3 separate regions of the Mus musculus genome follow, and all the other regions are linked to region 1. A link is a contact called in public Hi-C and HiChIP or PLAC-seq data. All regions are on one chromosome and are shown on one strand. Each heading gives the region's core, a stretch centred on a gene start, on an enhancer-like site or on the middle of the called end of the contact. The rest is flanking DNA. Distances are from core to core; before and after follow the strand shown. Region 1 overlaps Gm13817 (a long non-coding RNA gene). Region 2 overlaps Gm39880 (a long non-coding RNA gene). Region 3 overlaps Gm39880 (a long non-coding RNA gene).

Region 1 (3,384 bases), core at 741-3,240:
GTCACAAGGCTTTGTCCAGAGGCCTGTTTCCCAGGTCATTCTAGATGTCAGGATGGTAACATTAGTTTTGTATCAAGGCATACATATACACACACTGCAGAAAGATGTTTAGTCATGTGAGGATAATGCTTGTCCCTTCTGAAGGACACAAGGTGACATTTTAGAAGCAGAGCCCTTATTTTATAATTCTGAGGTATTTTGTTATTTCTAAAATACCATTTACTGTAGGACTATTCTAACAGTTTCCTAACCATCTCTAGCCTCCATTCGCCATGAAAATTCATAATCTCAGATCTGATCCTGCCACTCCTGCTCAGAAGGCCTGCTTAGTGCTATTTAGCCAACCTTAATGTTGGAGTCTGTCTTTCATCTCTGCATCTCTAGCCATCGATATGTATTCCACTATAACAAAATGCTTGGTGTTTGATAACTTTTTGAGCAGCTCACAGTTCTGAGGTTCAAGGGCCCGGTGCCAGCATCAGGCTGACTCTGGTGAAGGCTTCATAGATGGCATCTCATTGGTAAGAATATGTATGAGGGTATCAGAGGACCGGTGGAATGACAGCAGCCAGGCTCTTTTCTAACAACCCTCTCACCAGAACCACCTCAGGGTTACCTGAGAACTACCTCATCCCCAGGGAACCAGATGACCTTCCAGTAAGGCTCATTTCTTTAAAGTCCCACCAGTTCAACACTGTCACCAACACTCGGGCCTCTGTAATATAGCCACACCCCAAACACAACCCAGGGAAGGAGAGCAGCCAGGGCCTCCCAAGGGGTGGGAACACTTTGTGGAGTTATGGGGTGCCTCAGGGAGAAACAGTGGGTCAGGCAGAGGGCAACCAGCAAGAGGGCTGTAGAAGGGGCCGTATTAACTAGAGGAAGATGTGTCAGATCACCTCACCTTAGGCTGGATGGCTTTACTGTTTTAACTTCTGTGTTGGGAAATCTTTCAGAGAGTTAAAGAACAGTGACAAGATACATTCATGCTTAAGATTTCCCTTGGCCACTGAATGGAGTCAGATGACCGCAGGCACCTTTTGAGGACAGGGAATCCAAGGTCTAGCAGGCAAACATTTGCGTCACAGTTCATTCCATTTGTGGACTCTGCTTCTTTTTAAGTGAGCTGTAACTGATCCAGGAGAGGCATCTAGGTAGTGTGGGGGAAGATATCAGGACACATGCCCGTGTAATAGTTCGTTCTGATTCATTAAAAGTCCTGCTGGGTCTGACCTGTGGCTTTCCAGGTCCAGTCCAAATAAGAAGTGGGGGCATCTAGAAAGAAAACATGGCTCCCAGGAAGGACTCCTGCAGACGTGGCATCAATAAATAAAAGTCCCAAGCTTACCTGACTTCTCTTCTTCTCCAGCATCCACTTCAACAAATCCCTCAGACTCACTCAAAACATCTGACTTGACCTTTTTCTCTAGGGATGCTAGGGAGCATCTTTTAAATCTTATCCCAAAGAGTGTTACCTACATAGTCGATCAATCAGTCACCGTCTCCTGGAGTTGTGCAGTTCCTGCTTCTCTCCAGCCTCACCCGGGGCTACCTTTCTCCGGCCGCCTACCTGCCTCTTACCTCTACAACTGCGGCTGAGAGCCAGGATCACAGAACCTGGGGAAGGTGCTTCCAGAGGCGACTGTGGAATGGGGCTGCCCTTCCACTCGCAGGCAGGGAAGTCTGGGTAGAGGGGAGGGGTCTTTTCGAAGCAGGTGGGACAGGCCGGTGCTCTACCTGTCCCTACTTTGTGTTCCAAGAAGCATAAAGTCTGGCGTTTGGGGGTGGCATGAGGAAATGGGTGGACGGTCGGTGCTAATGAGGCGTGTGTTTCAGCTGTTCGCAGTTGTTCCGCACAGAGGAAGCAGGAGGCCGGAAGCCTCTGGGCGGCGGCGAAGCTGGGAAAGCTTTAAGCTGGGAATCTGCGTCTCTCCAGCCACCAGCTTTGGAGGGGACAGCAGCGGCTCCCACTGGCTTCAGCTCTGCATTCTGGTTGGTTGTCTCTGCCCATCGGCAGCCAGCTCCAGGCCTGGTCCCACCCCATCTGCCGCACTATCACCCGGGATTGGCTGAACTCGGCAAGGCTAGGCTGCCTTGCCTCTCGCCATCAGATTCTTCATTAAACAAATGAATCACAATCCTAATTAATTTGAGCAACAGAATTTATGTAACTACTCCCAGCAGGATGTCTGCTCTCAGTCGGTAGCGAGATGAATTCCTCTCTCTGGGAAATTTCAGCCGCGCTGGTCAATAAAACCTTAATGATGACAGAAATTTCCCATCTGTCTCTGCTCTGAGCAGGTAACCCCTGCTACCTAGACAAGGGAGAGGACAAGGACGGTGAGAGACTGTCAGCCTGGATGAGCCCTGACCCACCTAGAACACACACTAGGCACCAACCAGCGAGAAGACTGCCAAGCCAGGCTTGTCCTGAATTACCTATACCCCGAAGGGGGTGTTTAACTTCTATTTGTAGAATGAATAAAAAAGTATGTGTTGCTCGTTGAGTTAGAAAATGGCCCTAAGGACCAGAGATATGACTCAGCGAGTTGCTTGCTCATCCCGCAAGTTTCACATCCTGAGTTGGATGTCCGGAACCCACATGGTAGGAGGAACGAATAAACTCCTTCCAGGTTTATTCTGACTTCTGCCCATGCAGTTATGGCATACACGCTGTCTCCCGCCCCCAGTAACTTTAAAATTTAAATGGCCTTAAGATCCAGAATTGCAAACACTCCTGGGCTTCCCCCTCCCTTTCCACTCCACACCTAATTTTGCCTTTTTAGTCTTCTGAGTCTTCTGGCTTACAGATTGGTCCTTGTGATGTCACCCTCCTGTCCTTGAACTAGCCATCCCTCACTTGAAACAGGCCTTTTGCTGTCTGCACCAGGAGGGTTTCTAAGTGAAAATGGTTTGGAATTAGTTTTCATTCCGACTCCCTCTATTCATCTGATCTCAACCTTCACCTCCTATGCAAAATACACAAACTTTTTTTGGCAGACAAAGCATTGTGAAAATGTGTCAGGGGGTGCCTGATTCATTTAATTATCACCGGGTGGAGTTTTAGGCAACAGTGCACAAGACAACTGGTTTCTAGGTTACAATCATCAGGCAGGCATAGAGTCCTTTTAGTGAGATTACAGGGATGGAGGGGCTTGGTGAGGACCCCAGGCTGGTTCTCAGCAGAGGGCTGCTACAGAAAGAGCAAGCCAGGCCCCACCCTGCTCTCTGCTTTCCATTACTTTCTCAGGAGAGTTGCTGCCGCTGTGACCCCTGCCACCACACCGTCTCCAGAGGGTGGCCCCAGAGTGCTGCCCACTCAAGTGTGATCTTTGAGCCTCCAAAGCTGTGAGCCAAACAAGCCTTTTCCTATGAAGCTGCTTT
Region 2 (3,495 bases), core at 581-3,080, 280 kb after region 1:
ATCACCAAAAGGACTTAAGATTTTTTCCCAAGTTTTATATATATCTATATAAACTATGATAGTATTTCCTAAAATATTTGTGAAAACTTAATGATACACATCTGTAATTGTATTGTTCTACATTTTATTGAACTTCTTGAGGTTTCATTTCATGATGTAACGACCCTGAAATAGCTCAAGTGCATAAACTACTGATGTAGTGGTCTACTGTATATAACATCTAATACATAGTACAGCCAGTCACGAGAGGTTTCGTTTGGTTAATGGAACATTTAAGATTTGTGTCTTGAACACTTTGCCAAATTTTACATCAAATGCAAAAAAAAATAACACAAGAAAATGAAAAAAAAAAAAGACATCTCTCTGCATCTGTCTTCAAAGGCGCTTCTCGGATACTGGAAGGTTTGTCTGTCTGCATGGCTCCCATGAGGCGCTGTGACTTTTATTTGCTGATGGGGCTCTTAACTGAGCTCCAGTGCTCAACCATGAGCCTGATTATCACCGACCTGGCACAAAAGAGGAGAGAGATCTTAGAGAAGGCCCAGTCCACAGGCATGGTCAGAGAAAACAGAGACTGAGAGCCCAAGGACTGTCCCCTTAGTACAGAGCAGCAGAGAACCAGGCACAGAATGGTTCACAGCCTGGATGATGGTCGCCTGGGGTTCTTGAGTCACCCACCCAAACCCTGGGTTACCTGCTTCTCCACAAGGTCTCCTAGAGGCCACAACAGAAGATTCCTCCATACCCACTGAATTCCATGCATGCCTTCCTCCCAGAAAGGTACAGTTATCAGTGTGGACATGGCTGCCCAGAGAGACCATACTTTCCAGCCTGAGATTCCTAACAATGGGATCTGAGCAGAAAAGGTGTGTGCCTCATCCAAGCCAGTGCCTTTAAGACAACAGGTCTGTTTCTGTCTTGCTTTATTTTCCCCTCTGCCTGCCTATAGCCATGGCTGAACCCAGACTTAACTATAGAGACACTGCTAACTCCCTAGGGGACGACAAATGTCCCTAAACCTCCAGATGACTCTGCTATTCCTGTGGAGAAGGTGGCCTTTGCAGAGACACAAAAGCAGATCTCTACTTGTTATGGCAACTGAGTTAAATCCATAGAGAAGGTATAATGATGGATGAATAACCTCCTTAAGGTGGTATGCCACAGCAGCCTTCTTGGGGAAAATGCTGTTTAACTTTGGAACTTGACTGAAAAGGGAATTAGGACTGTGGGAGGGATCTGAGTGTGGATGGTGCCCTAGAGAAGGCACAGTAGGCGATGGGATAAAAGTTGGATGGGTGTAGAGTAACAAGAATCATAGCACGACGGGAGGGGAACGGGGCAGGAATGGAGACTTGAGATTTCTTTCCCGAATGGACCTTGTCTGGTGTTCCATTACATGAAAGGCAGCTATTGCAGTGGTCCAAGCCATGGTGAAGCCTCTGACCCAAGAAGTGCTATTAGTCAAGGAGGGCCGGCAGATGTGCCAGGGTCTCTTGTAGAACTCAAAGGACGCACTGGATTTGGGGGTGCAGAGGACTGTGAAAGGTGACCCCTGGAGGTTCCTGTAACAACTTGCCTGAAAACGAGCCATAGCTGGAGCAGATGGTGCATTGGGGGAGCTGCAGGGGTGACAGCTGCAGGGGCTACCAGGTAACAACATCATCTGCCCCTTCAAATGAGCTTGGGCCACGGAGGATGCGGACTTGGAGAAGACTGCCTCTGAAAAAAAAAATAAAAAAGAATAACCTGTGTGTCCATGGAGGGAGGACAGGCTAAATAAAGCAAGAGCTGTTCTATAACAGACACATGGGTAACCATGGTGCTCTGCAAATTAGTAAGCTCCCACCTCCAACCCAGCACAAAGCAAAGAAGCACGGGGCAGAACGGCAGACACGGGCTGCCACCATTGCGTACGACTGAAGGAAACACACGGATTTAAGCACACAAACACAGAGCATAAATAGTTTTCCTCCAGCGTAAACACGCTGTATCTGGAAGAACACACAAAGGACAGCAGCCCTGGCTGCCTCCAGGAAGGGGAACTGGGACAGAGGGCGACCTTTAACTCTGCGTCCTTTTGGTGCTTGTTTTTGAATGTGTCAACTGCAAAGAAGCATTAGCTGTTCAATAATGAATAATTCTCATTAATAACTCCAACCGAGAGATGGAGGAGCTGCTTGCTGCCTAGAATGCAGACCCAAGAGCGGCTGTCAGGGGCAGCTGTACTGATAAGCCCCTTCGTGCTTCCCCACCTAGCCCTCCTCACACCTGTCCCAGTGCAGATGGCTCTAGATTTTTGCCCTCCTGCCTTAAACCCTGAGGTAAAGTAAACTGAGACCAGTCCAGTTGCATAGTTTTCATTGTTGCTATTGTCTATTTCATATTGCATATGAAAAGAAAACATTGTTTTACTTTCTTGAAGGCAAATAATACACAGACACACAGACACAGACACACACACACACACACACACACACACACACACACACACACAATCAGTTCCACAGTAGCTGATGGCTTCAGTCAACCCACACCAAGGTCAGAATCCCAAGTCCACATAGTGTGTGCTGAATACAGTTGTATCTTTCATATGACAGCTTCTTCAAAGTGCCTTTGGGTGAACCCAGTGGAGGCAGAGCCAGAAGAGAACTTTACATATACATACTCCATCTGAGGGACCCCAGTGGGTTGTCCTTGAGGGCCCTGTGTGCAGACCCAAGATCTCTGAGGAAGCAGATAGGAGACAGGCACAGAGGCTACCTCCTGAGAGCACCAATCTCCTGGGGAGGGGACACCCCAAAGAGAGAGGAGGCACAAGTGTCCCATTGCAAGAGACATGCCAGAAAGAGACATTCCAGATGAGGGCTGTGGTCAAGAGCAGATGCTGAGAGCTCAGAGGAAGCCCAGAAAGGGGAAACGAATGGGCATAGCTGTTTCACGCCCCTGGCCTCTGTGGCTGCTGAGACTGAGGTTCAAGGAGATGGCTGAGGCTCCAGGGAAACCTAGTGGACGGAGCCAGATTTGAGCCAGGTCAAGCCTGTGCTCACACACAGCATATCCTAAGAAGAGCAAGTGGGGATGCGTCTCCCTCCAAGTCAGATGTGGGCCTGGGGAAGAGGGGGAACCCAGGCAATCATTTCATGCACAGGCATGCCTGGCAGCTCGTTGGCATTTTATAAGAGGGTGATAACCCTGGGAAGGTCAGTTGTCTTCTGGGTCACACAGCTAGTGAGTGCCAGAAGTTCAGTTCCAGCCTAGGCAAGGCAGCCTCTGGAACTTGTTCTCTGGCTGCACTCTCCCAAGAGAGCTGGGTTCCATGTTGAATGGGCTGCCTGTCAGCTGTGTTCAGAGGATCAAAACCAACCCAGCCAGAGTGGATGAATTAAATTTGGGGGCAGAGAAGGAAGGGGTTGAAAGGTGTGTGTGTGTGTGTGTGTGTGTGTGTGTGTGTGTGTGTGTGTGTGTGCTCATGGGCAAGCATACATGTGTACAGGT
Region 3 (3,696 bases), core at 572-3,071, 320 kb after region 1:
CACACCTCCAAATCTCAATCCCCAACCCTTGCCTCCATGGCTGCTGCCCCCAACGCTACCCATTGTAGCCCTGCCCTGTGCCTTCTCCCTCAGCGGACTCTCAGGCTCTGCTTCCATGAACCACATGGGTCCTGAACTTCTGATAGTCCAATTAGTACCTACTCATCATCATCCTCAGTGTGACATAGCCCATGTGTCTGGTGCAAGCAGCCCCGACTCTAAGTTAGAAGGCCTGATTTTGAGATTCAGTTTAAAACTAACTAACCCAGGGGCTTCTTCCAACACCAGAGGCCCTCTGGACCTCAGGCTCTGTGTATGGAATAGGTATGTGAGCAAGGGAGGTGGTGACTTTGCTACATGGCTCTGTCACACCCTTAGTAAGTATTAAAGGGGTACCTGCTGGGCAGCTGTCTGAATTGAGGGTGTATGATTCACTGGGCCCTCAGTGCGCCTGAGAGGTTTCTGCTTCAAGGAGACAGAGGCATGCACAGCTGTTCAGGGGATCTGCCTGTGCTCGGTGGGGAGACAGAGCTCGGGGGCTCAGATCCAGGGAACTGAAGTGACACCCAATGGGAAGGACAGGAGGTAGGCAGTCACTCCTCTGGTGCTAATATAGGAGGGGTGGCCTCCAGGACAGATGTGTGTGAGCTGAGGTGCAGAGTGTTCACTGTAAGCCTTGTGAACACTGAAGACTATCACAAGTCTGTGTGCTCCATGAACTTACATTCTGCAGTGTGGTCAACAGCTCCATGGACTGATCCCCTGCCATGTGCAAGGCATGGTGACAAGTGACTTATCTACACTCTTACAATTCTACCACAGGGATGAGAGAGAAACAAGAACTTGCATGAGTGCTACCAGGTGGCAGTCACTACCCATCAGATCTCCCTAAGCACCTAGTAGGTCCTGGGCAAGGATTGGAATATAGTTGGCAATAAGTCCAAGTGGCATCCAGGATACCTCTGTGCAACCACTGGCTGAGCGATGCCCTCTGTACGTGGTACAGAAAGGGGCCAAACACCTCCCAGGCTGACTCTGAGAGCTGGGATCTAGGTGACATGTCAGGCTGGGGGACACTGCTCATGGTTAGCCCTGCGCCTCCCTCCAGCCTTTTATCCAATGTGGCTGGATGCTATTCTTCAGCCACAAAGCAGTTAATTACCAGTCTAGAGCCCCTTCTTCACAGAAGCCGACGGAGGGCTCGGAAGATAAGATTTATGCCTCTTTCAATTCCTTTCTTCTCTCATCAGCATAGATTCATATTTCAGTTTCCCGAATTGGAAACAAAAAGGAAACTCACTCAGCCCACTGCTGCTCGAGAGAGATAAATGAGCTTACACAAAGAACCCATCCTATAAACTCAATCTCCTTCCTCCCTTTTCATGTCTGTGATTATAAACACAGCCAAGGGCAGTTGAAATATATCCCTTGGCCTGTCTGCCCGCCTTGTTCAACTCAAAGAGGAGACCAATGGGACAATAGCAAACTGTGGGGTGCCAGGGAAGGAAGACAGGCTCCCCACAGCTCTGTGCTGCCGGCCTGGAGGGAGGATCAGATGGAAAGACCTTGTACCATTCTCTCTCACGAAATCTTTTCCAGAGACCACAGGGAGAAGCTGGGCACCCCGCCACTACAAATGCTTTCATTTTCTAGATGTCAATGTGCAAACTATTTGCTCAAAAGAAGAGGCCTTCATTCCGGCGGGCTGGGCGGTAGGCGTGGGCCAGGCCCCCAGCTGGTTTCAGTAGTGCCTGGACAGAGGTCACCAGTAAACTGGACCACAGAGCAAGGCTGCTCTCACCAGGCCAAGGGCCAGATCTCAGACTCTGGGAAGAGAAAGGGCTGTTCTTACTCTTGGGGCTTGGAGGGGGGCGGTCCCTCATGGAGTGGCACTGGGCTGCCCTCTCCAGAGGCAGTAGGGTGGCTTTTGGTGCACTTCAGTCCCTTTTTTTTGTGTTTGGAGATTACTAGAGTCACTGCCAAGAGTGTCCTCTGAGGAGCAGGCACTCTGGAAATGAACCCCCAGGACCAGCATGTCTGATGAGGGATCAAAAGTCTTAACAGTAATGGTTGGGGCAAAATGACTAAGAACTGGATGGGACTTAGGCCAGGAGATGGCTCAGTCATCAAAGAGCTTGCTGTACAAGCATGAGGACCTCTGGGACTTGCTGGCCAGGTAGTCTAGTCGTATTAGTGAGCTCTAGACTTGGTGCAAGACCCTGTCTCACACACGTACACGCACACACATGCACACTTGCAAACCCCTGCATGCATGCACCCATAACCAACAAACACATATGCATATGTGGCCCACATACAAAACACACATGCATACAATGAAATATACAGTGCCACCCCTACCTAAATACAGAAACACTTGTTACAGGACACTTGTTGCTGGAGGTCTCACAGGAAACAAAGAGCCTAGAGGCCCTGGGTCAGAGACACACAGTGCTACCATCTCTGGATGCCCCTCTTTGGTATTTTGCCTACCTTAAAGCCTTTTTTGACTCGGCTATAGGGAGGGAGGGAAATCTAATATTTAAAGCACAATGAAGAAAAGAGAGGAATAAAGGAAGAGAGGTATCCCAATACAAAGGCAAACACAAGAGTCAGGTCAGCCGGGTAGCAAAATGTCATCGCACAAGATGTAGGACAACAGTCTCTAATAGACTTTGAGATTCAATGATGCCTTCTATTAGCAGCAGACTCCCCTGAGTCTAAATCATCCCCTCCCTGTAAACACCCCCTAATTCACGAACGGACCGTAAAGCAAAGCATTTTGATACCGAGCAGCTCCAGAGCCTTCCCTCCTCAGAGACCTGTATCTCAGCGTTCTCTCCCAGGGAAAGGTTAATGGAAGCCCTGGGCACTGTCTGGATTTCAAGGCCCAAGGCCTGTGTGCCCAGAGCATGTGGGTACTGAAGCCCAGTCAGTCTTTTACATCCAGAGCCTTTCTCATGGCCGTCCTCTCCCTCCTTCCCAAAGACCTTCCAAGGGACTTCCAGGTCAGTTCCCAGAATTCTGTCCTCAGAATTGTTAGGGTCAGAGGCTTCACCCAGGCTCAGTCACTAGTTCTCAAGAGGCCAATTGAACAGGAAAGCAACAGTGAAAAGCAGAAAAGAGGAAAATCATTAAATGTGAGAGCACTGGGCAGAGGAACTCAGAGTTCTGCCGCTCCTCCAACTCCATCTCTGGGGCCTCACACGAGGTTCAGGTTTAAATAGGAGGAAGAGGTAAGTGGGTCAAGCAACCCTACTCAAGGTGTGGTCCTGCCTTTCTCGTCTCTGGGCTCCTGTCTGCCCAGCAGCTTCTCAGAGCCATTGTGTGAAATCTCTTCCCTGGAGTCACCAGGCTTCGACTTTCCCTTCTCCCAGCTCCCAGTGGGGGTAGGGGGTGGGGGGCATTTTGTCTATAGTCTTCATTCCTGCCAGGATGGTATCAGGTCAACACAAGAGTCTCCAACAGCTTGGAGTGGGAGGAGGAGTAGGGGAATGTGTGCAGCTTAGGCAGCCATGTTCATGGAGCCTGACCTCCGTGCCTCGGGCTCCACAGGAGAGGAACTCACCCTGCACAGGCCCTCCCTGACAACCACCTCCTTGTCCTCACTCCTTCTGACTCACACCCCCCCACACACTTGTTTTGCAGCCTTCTTCCTTTGCTCAACTTGCAAGAAGAATTTGAGGTTGTTGTAGC

Evidence for each region. A called contact is a pair of places that touch in the nucleus more often than the background predicts. HiChIP or PLAC-seq counts read pairs in DNA pulled down with a chosen protein or histone mark.
Region 2: a Hi-C map of cerebral cortex shows a contact between it and region 1, with 2.2 times the contacts expected there. The contact joins two enhancer-like sites. A contact is called at or near these places in 4 of 484 Hi-C or Micro-C datasets (cerebral cortex, cortical neurons, forebrain and 1 more), 10 of 115 datasets of contacts at active chromatin or transcription factors (astrocytes, differentiating embryonic stem cells, embryonic basal ganglia and 6 more) and 1 of 9 other capture datasets (embryonic stem cells).
Region 3: an H3K4me3 HiChIP or PLAC-seq map of forebrain shows a contact between it and region 1, with 4 times the contacts expected there. The contact joins two enhancer-like sites. A contact is called at or near these places in 2 of 484 Hi-C or Micro-C datasets (cerebral cortex and cortical neurons) and 9 of 115 datasets of contacts at active chromatin or transcription factors (astrocytes, embryonic basal ganglia, embryonic forebrain and 6 more).

The regions. Positions count from the first base shown.
Region 1 is chr2:92,527,546-92,530,929 of GRCm38.p6, forward strand. It overlaps Gm13817 (a long non-coding RNA gene), which reads right to left. Exons shown (of 4, transcript XR_374783.4): 3 at 2,769-2,898; 4 at 1-2,315. Among named protein-coding and RNA genes, the nearest start is that of Gm13817, 12 kb to the right of the region's middle. Within about 2 kb of position 1,991, at least 201 of the 459 cell types and tissues checked have an H3K27ac peak or open chromatin away from gene starts, as enhancers often do. A contact at or near this core is called in cerebral cortex, cortical neurons and forebrain, where this site is marked.
Region 2 is chr2:92,811,366-92,814,860 of GRCm38.p6, forward strand. All of the region lies in intron 1 of Gm39880 (a long non-coding RNA gene), which reads left to right. It overlaps Gm13791 (a long non-coding RNA gene), which reads right to left. Exons shown (of 5, transcript XR_001783401.2): 5 at 1,582-1,719. It overlaps Gm32413 (a long non-coding RNA gene), which reads left to right. Exons shown (of 2, transcript XR_374794.3): 2 at 1-354. Among named protein-coding and RNA genes, the nearest start is that of Gm32413, 6.2 kb to the left of the region's middle. Within about 2 kb of position 1,831, at least 19 of the 459 cell types and tissues checked have an H3K27ac peak or open chromatin away from gene starts, as enhancers often do. A contact at or near this core is called in cerebral cortex and cortical neurons, where this site is marked.
Region 3 is chr2:92,843,875-92,847,570 of GRCm38.p6, forward strand. The region is part of intron 2 of Gm39880 (a long non-coding RNA gene); the gene reads left to right. All of the region lies in intron 4 of Gm13791 (a long non-coding RNA gene), which reads right to left. Among named protein-coding and RNA genes, the nearest start is that of Gm32413, 39 kb to the left of the region's middle. Within about 2 kb of position 1,822, at least 42 of the 459 cell types and tissues checked have an H3K27ac peak or open chromatin away from gene starts, as enhancers often do. A contact at or near this core is called in cortical neurons and forebrain, where this site is marked.